2 separate regions of the Pan troglodytes genome follow, and region 2 is linked to region 1. Evidence: chromatin contacts called from public HiChIP or PLAC-seq data. All regions are on one chromosome and are shown on one strand. The core of a region is the stretch at or near the end of the contact, and the rest is flanking DNA. Distances in the headings are between cores, read along the strand shown. Region 1 holds the start of ZMYM4 (zinc finger MYM-type containing 4). Region 2 holds the start of SFPQ (splicing factor proline and glutamine rich).

Evidence for each region. HiChIP or PLAC-seq counts read pairs in DNA pulled down with a chosen protein or histone mark.
Region 2: an H3K4me3 HiChIP or PLAC-seq map of stem cell-derived excitatory neurons shows a contact between it and region 1, with 3 times the contacts expected there. The contact joins the promoter of SFPQ here to the promoter of ZMYM4 in region 1. A contact is called at or near these places in 2 of 7 Hi-C or Micro-C datasets (induced pluripotent stem cells and stem cell-derived neural progenitor cells) and 1 of 1 datasets of contacts at active chromatin or transcription factors (stem cell-derived excitatory neurons).

The regions. Positions count from the first base shown.
Region 1 is chr1:195,718,518-195,721,839 of NHGRI_mPanTro3-v2.0_pri, reverse strand. ZMYM4 (zinc finger MYM-type containing 4) reads left to right here and starts at 1,415. Exons shown (of 30, transcript XM_001166982.6): 1 at 1,415-1,839. The coding sequence starts at 1,801.
Region 2 is chr1:195,793,360-195,796,888 of NHGRI_mPanTro3-v2.0_pri, reverse strand. It overlaps SFPQ (splicing factor proline and glutamine rich), which reads right to left and starts at 1,264. Exons shown (of 10, transcript NM_001251847.1): 1 at 344-1,264. The coding sequence starts at 1,171.

The DNA.
Region 1 (3,322 bases), core at 166-2,665:
CCTGGAATTATCTTTTCTTGGCTCCTCTTTTCTTTCTTGTCCTGGACATGGAACTAAAGGGAACATGTTTTTAAAATTCTGGCTGAAATGAACATATTTCTTTGTCCTTCTTTCTTCTCTCCTACTGAGGAGTGAAATTAAAGACAGTGCTAAAGGCATAAGCAAGGCCAGTATGGAAACTTCCAGCAATTTCACCAACAGTTTTCAGCAAAATATTACAGATTAGAAAACATCTGTTTCAGAATAGCTACCAAGTGCTAAATAAAACAGAAAACAGAAGTTACATCTCATTATCCTGTGACTTCAGGAGCTATCATTCCCACTTGAATATGTCTTGTCATGGGAAATGACCTTCAGGAGGCATCTTCTTTGTATTTCTTACTATATGTCTCCCCACTGTCCCTGAACTATCATTATAAACTTAATTTTTTCTCCACCCAACGCTTGTGGGAACTAGAATGAACAGAAGAGGAATGAATGAAGCCCTCATTTTTTTCAGCGATTTTCAGCTTAGGACCCAGTTTTGGAACAAGATAGACCCAAATCTACTTCCTGGTTTCCTGCTTAGAAATAAGATGCTTATCCTTTAAGGCAGATTGTCAAGCTCCTTCAATAGAGGTGAATGAGGACACCCATCATCTGCAAATCATTACATCTTCACAAGAGAATTATGATATTCTCCAAATACCATGAAACTTCAATTTTTAATCTTCTAGGGATATCAAATTAAACCAAATTTATCTCTCGCCTGAAGACAGCCTGGAGGACTGAGACTGTAATCTTGATTCCAACTCCACACCAGCCATTAGTTACATTGGGACAAATTCCTTCCCATGATCAGGCTGCAATTTTATCATTGGGAGCACTGGAGTAAATGGTTCCCTAAGATCCTTCTCCATTTTGATGTTCTAAGGATAAATTACTATTGAAGAAATTATTTCCAGTTGTTGGTTCAATCTTCAAAATCACCAAAAGCTTTGATTTTAAGGTGAGGTTATAGGAGTTGGCTCTTGATATTCTATGCCTTGTGCTTCAGAACAGGCAGTCGAAAGGGAGGAAAGTTGGTTTTCCTTGAGATGACTGTCTTGTTCCCTCATTGGTTTGGGATTCTTCATGTTCAGAGGTCCACTGAGAACTTCAGCTTACCATGACTTTCCCTCTTTAATGGTACCACTGTAGTCAGGTGTAAGATGGTGATGTGGAACCCTTCACTGACATTGCACCCAATTCTCCAGATTGTCTTTCCAGTAATTTCTTTCATTTCTCCTTCATCCCTGCGTCATGGTCCCTTTAAGGGAGCGGCCATAGTTGAGTGGTGGGAGCAGCTGCTGGCAGCAAAGAGACTTGCAGGATTTGGCCTACCCATGGCCACTTACCGCGCACGCTCAGGACCGGGGGCTTGGTGGGAAAGGAAGGAGGGACTTAGGGTGCGCCTGCGCATCAGGGGCGCGCGCAAGGGGCTGATTTGGTGATCCCTTTAAGAAACCGCAGGCGGAGGAATTTCTCTGAGAGAAAATAATCCTACTCACGGGGCCCCTTGGAGGCCATTAACCCCCCGAGTCCCGGCCCCCACCCCGTCCCCGGGCAGGCCCTCCCGCCCACGCGCGGACCCGTGGGATCTCAGAAGCTGCGGCCCGGCGCGCGGCATCCGCCCCCTCCCCACTCTCGGCGCAAGGCCCGGCCGGGTCCGGGGAAGCTGCCGCGAGGCGGCCGTGCCTGCAGTGTGGGCGGGGGCCGGGGGGCCGAGAGGTACCGCCGCCACCGCGCGGGGAGCCGCAGCGGTTCCGAGCGGGGCCCAACATGGCGGAGAGAGAGGTGGAGTCCGGCCCCCGAAAGAGGGTAGGTGAGGTGAGGCAGAACTCGGGCGGCGGGGGGCGGGGCGCGGCCCGGGGCCGGGAATGGGCCATACTCAGGTTCGTGGAGGGGTCGCCGAGGCCCAGTTAGGACAAGGTTGCGGGCAGGTCTGAGGCAGCCTTGGGTCCGGAGCGCGCTGGCGAGCGGTCCCTTGGCAGGTGGGACAAAGATTTGGTGCTGGGTGGGGGGGAGGGGAGGGGGCCGTTGTTTGCCTTCCTCCCCCCCGACCTTCCCCAGCACTGGGGTGGGATATCTAGGCCCAGGGAGGGGAGGTGTCAGATTCTTAAGTGCATCTTTAGTGCATCTTTAGTACATCAGAGTCTGGAAGTTTAACTGGGGAGAGGTCAGGTGGGGGTGGTGGTGGCGGGAATAAGTCGTGGAGGGGTCTCAGGAGAAATAACCGGAGGGTTCTTCAGTAACACCATCGCGAATTCATTTTCCTGCCTCCTTTCCCCTCCCCCCATAGCCGTTATCTAGACCAAAGTCGGGGTGGTGGTCTTACCTGTGAAGAAGTGGGATCGTTGGCATGTCCTGATTTAGGAGAAAGATTTTGGCTACTATGAATGTCATGTTCTAGCCTAGCCTCTTACTCGCAATTAGGGACTTGGAAGAATACGACAAGTTTTCTCATAACAGGGATGTACCCAATCAACCTGCAGAGGTGAAGCCAATTCTACATAGGAGTTGTTTGAATACCTTTTAAAGTTTGTCTGGAAACTTTCCTTATTTAATTCTGAGTGGTTTTTTTCAGATGGCGAACAATACTGTACTATCGATTGAGCAATATCCCTCACTTTTCTTTTACTTCCTCCCCGCTTAGCATGATAAGAAGTAAGTTTCCTTTTAGGAGTCTTCCTTTTGGGAATGGTTTCAGAAACGATCAATTAGCAAAAGGGCAAAAAATTACTACTTTATGAAGAATGCCCTTTCAGCTTAGCGTAAAATTAGTAATCTCGTAATGATGCTACAGCTGATGTTTTGAGTGCTTACTGTGTGCCTGGCACTGAGCTAAGACCTTTATGTGAAGAATTTAACTTCATAGTAACTCCTCCTAGAACCTATTTGCAGATGAGGAAATTTAGGTGTTGAGGGCTTAAGTAATTTACTTAGATCACACAGCTAGTTGCAAGGTTGAGGTAGGATTTGAATCCAGGTTTGTCCCAACTATAGTGCCTGTGTGGGATGCCACAGAGGAGTTTCTTTAATCTGTGTTTCTCTCCTTAAAAGCTTAAATTGTAAATGACCAAAGAAGTGTCAAGTATTATTTTTTCCAACAATTTATTAGGAAAATATTTTGAACTATCCGGCAATATTATAAAACTTACGGGGAGCAGTCATACACCCAACCGCCTAGATCCTACTGTTAACATTGCATTCCGGACATGCACAGTGGCTCACGCCTGTAATCCCAGCACTTTGGGAGGCCGAGGCGGCAGGATCACTTGAGGCCAGGAGTTCGAGACCAGCC
Region 2 (3,529 bases), core at 15-2,514, 75 kb before region 1:
GCGCTTTTATGGAACTTCCCGGTTCTCTCCAAACCTACGCCGCATGCTCTGCATTACGCCAGTCCCAGGGACAGGCTACCTTCTGCAGGGCCGACCACCGCGACCCCGCGCTTCCTTCCGAAAGGAAACCTCCCCTAGCCTTCCGCCCGCCGGGAGAGCAAGGCGCGGCAGCGGCCAATCCCACGCCGACCGACGGCCCCGCAGGCCGCCCCGCCCCCGCGGCGGCGCGCGCAAGCGCCCCTTCCGGCAGCCGACAAAATGGAAGCCCAGCGCGGGGGCGGGGGCGAGGAGGGGGCCGCCGCCATCTTAGGGGAGCCGACGCGTCGCTCCCATAAACACTCACCTCCGAGTCCGAGATCTTCTCCTCGCTGCGGCCGCCGGGCCCGCCGGGCGGAGGCCCCTGGTGATGCTGCTGGTGGTAGGGCGGGTGGTGCTGGCGGCCCCCGCGGGGCTCCCCGCCGCCTCGATGAGGCGGCTTGGGGTGGCCGCCAGGAGTGCTTAGGCCCGGGCCGCCACCTGGCTTCGGCCCGCCAGGCATTTTGCCGCCTTTGGGACCACCCGGACCTGGGCCCTGCTTAGGCCCTGGACCCGGGCCCGGGACTGCCGCGGGCGGAGGCGGCGGGCCTCCGGCCTGAGGAGGTGTGGTAGGGACCCCGCTGCTTGGCGGGGTGGGTGGCGGCGCCCCGGGAGGGGCCGAGGTGACTGCAGGCGGCGGGGTCGGCGTCGGGCCTGGCCCAGACCCTGGCGGGGCCCCCGAGGTTGGTGGAGTGGCGGGCGGGGCCGAGCTGGAGGCTGGCGGTGCGCTGCCTACTCCGGGAGCGGGGCCGGGTCCCTGAGCAACGACGGGCTTGGAAGAGTCCTGCGGCGGTGGCGGCGGCTGCTGCTGCTGATGCGGCTGTGGATGCGGCGGCGGCTGATGCGGTGGCGGCTGCTGCGGCGGTGGCTGCTGCGGTGGTGGCTGTTGCTGCTGTTGGTGTGGAGGCGGTGGCGGGATCGGAGGCTTAGGGCCGCTCTGGCCCGGGCCAGGACCCATGGGGCCGCGATTCTGATTGAGGCCCATGCCGGGCGGCGGAGAACGGAAGTCGTGGAGGCCGCCGCGGCCGCCGCCTCCTCCACGCCTGTGGAAGCCGCCACCGCCACCGCCACGACTCCGGAACCGATCCCGAGACATGTCTGTGGTCAAGGGGCGGTCGAGGCAAAAGCGAAGAAGACGCTCAGGAAACGTGGAGGCCACCTTGCTTCTCACAAAATGGCGGATGACACAGGCGGCGCGCCGCCTTTGTCCTCGTCTTATATAGGCCAGCTGGCACGGCCCCGCCTACTCCACGATCGACAGCTCCAATAGCCAATTGCAATTACTATGCCTGATGACACTAAGTTGCGAACCTCTGATCTTTCCTATTGGCCCCTGGGTGAGAGGCGGGAGGCATGGAGGGACTGAAGTTTCCAGTTGGCCAGTGAGCGAAGAAGGCGTTGGCTGTAGGCCACTATGATTTGCTAGGAGAAATTTGAATGGGTATGCCAGGGCAATTTTCACTTGCGAGCAAATAACCAGGGCTCTATCCGCTCCTGCAGAGAAGCGTTGGAGGTCTCTTTTCTTTCTTGATTGTCCCTAGGAGCAATCTATTGATATCCTTGCCCAGAAAAACAGATGTTTTCCGATTCAAAATCAGAAATTGAGTGCCTGCTGTCTACCCTACCTCGTGCCAACTCAATGAAAGTAGAGAAGTAAAATCTTACCGATTTCAAACACACGCAGTCTTAACTGATTTCATTATGGAACCTCATAGGAATACAGATTTATTGTAGCAGCATAAACTTTTCAATAGGCTTCTGTGGGTGCGCGCTTTGTTCAAAAAGAGCCCTTGTGTGTATGTGTATATATATACACGTTTACAAACACCAATCACAGGAGGAATGTAAATATTCCACTCAACACTTTACGAACAGACTAAGGTACTTTTTAAAAATTACAATGTTAGGCTGGGCACTGTGGCTCACGCCTGTAATCCTAGCACTTTGGGACACCGAGTCGGGCAGATCACCTGAGGTCAGGAGTTCTAGACCAGCCTGGCCAACATGGCGAAACCCCGTCTTTACTAAAAAATACAAAAATTTGGCTGGGTGCGGTGGCTGACGCCTGTAATCCCAGCACTTACTTTGGGAGCCGAGGTGGGTGGATCACGAGGTCAGGAATCCGATACCAGCCTGGCCAATATGGTGAAACCCCGTCTCTACTAAAAATACAAAAATTAACTGGGCGTGGTGGTGCACGCCTGTAGTCCCAGCTACTTGGGAGGCTGAGGCAGGAGAATTGCTTGAACCCGGGAGGCAGAGGTTGCAGTGAGCCGAGATTGCGCCACTGCACTGCAGCCTGGGCGACAGAGCAAGACTCAGTCTCAAAAAAAAAAAAAAAAAAATTTGCTGAGCTTAATAGTGCACACCTATAATCCCAGCCACCTGGGAGGCTGAGGCAGGAGAATTGCTTGAGCCCAGGAGGCGGAGGTTGCAGTGAGCCGAGATCGCGCTATTGCACTCCAGCCTGGGCGACAAGTGCCAGACTGTCTCAAAAAAAAAAAAAAAAAAAAAAAAAATTACAATGTTACAATGTCTATAGGGTATTAACCAGTCAGATGCATCAATTATTTTTCTCTTATTTTCTTTGACACAGAGTCTTATTTTTTTTGACACAGAGTCTCGCTCTGTTGCCCAGGCTGGAGAGCAGTGGCACTATCTCAGCTCACTGCAACCTCTGCCTCCCAGGTTCAAGTGATTCTCCTGCCTCAGCCTTACAAGTAGCTGGGACCACAGGCGCGAGCCACCACACCCAGCCAATTTTTGTATTTTTAGTAGAGACAGGGTTTTGCCATGTTGGCCAGGCTGGTTTCAAACTCCTGACCTCAAGTGATCCACCCACCTAGGCCTCCGAAAGTGCTGGGATTATGGGAGTGAGCAACCACGCCCAGCCTGTATTTCACAATCTCCAGTTTCTTTGAGGTCCACAGACCTTTTGCGGAATCATTCCTCCCTCAACATTAGCTCATAGCTTATTATCTTCTTTTCTGCGTCTAACTCTCTTCATTCAAGATCCAGGCGGGACCGGGTGCGGTGGCTCACGGCTGTAATCCCAACACTTTGGGACCCAAGGCTGAGGCGGGAGGGTCACTTGAGGTCAGGAGTTCGAGACCAGCCTGTCCAACAGGACAAACACCCCTCTCTAGTAAAGATACAAAAATTAGCAGGGCGTGGTGGCATGCACCTGTAATCCCAGCTACTCGGGAGGCCGAGGCAGGAGAATCGCTTGAACCCAGGAGGCAGAGATTGCAGTGAGCCGAGATCACACCATTGCACTCCAGCCTGGGCACAGAGTGAGACTCCGTCTCATAAAAACCAAAAAAAGATCCAGGCAGATGACCCACCCAACACCCTAATGCTCAGTTCCTTACCTCCTCCATTAGTATTTTCTTCTACCCTGTATCACCATCCAGTCTCCCATCCTCCCCTCATCACACTCACTCCTGATTGTTAT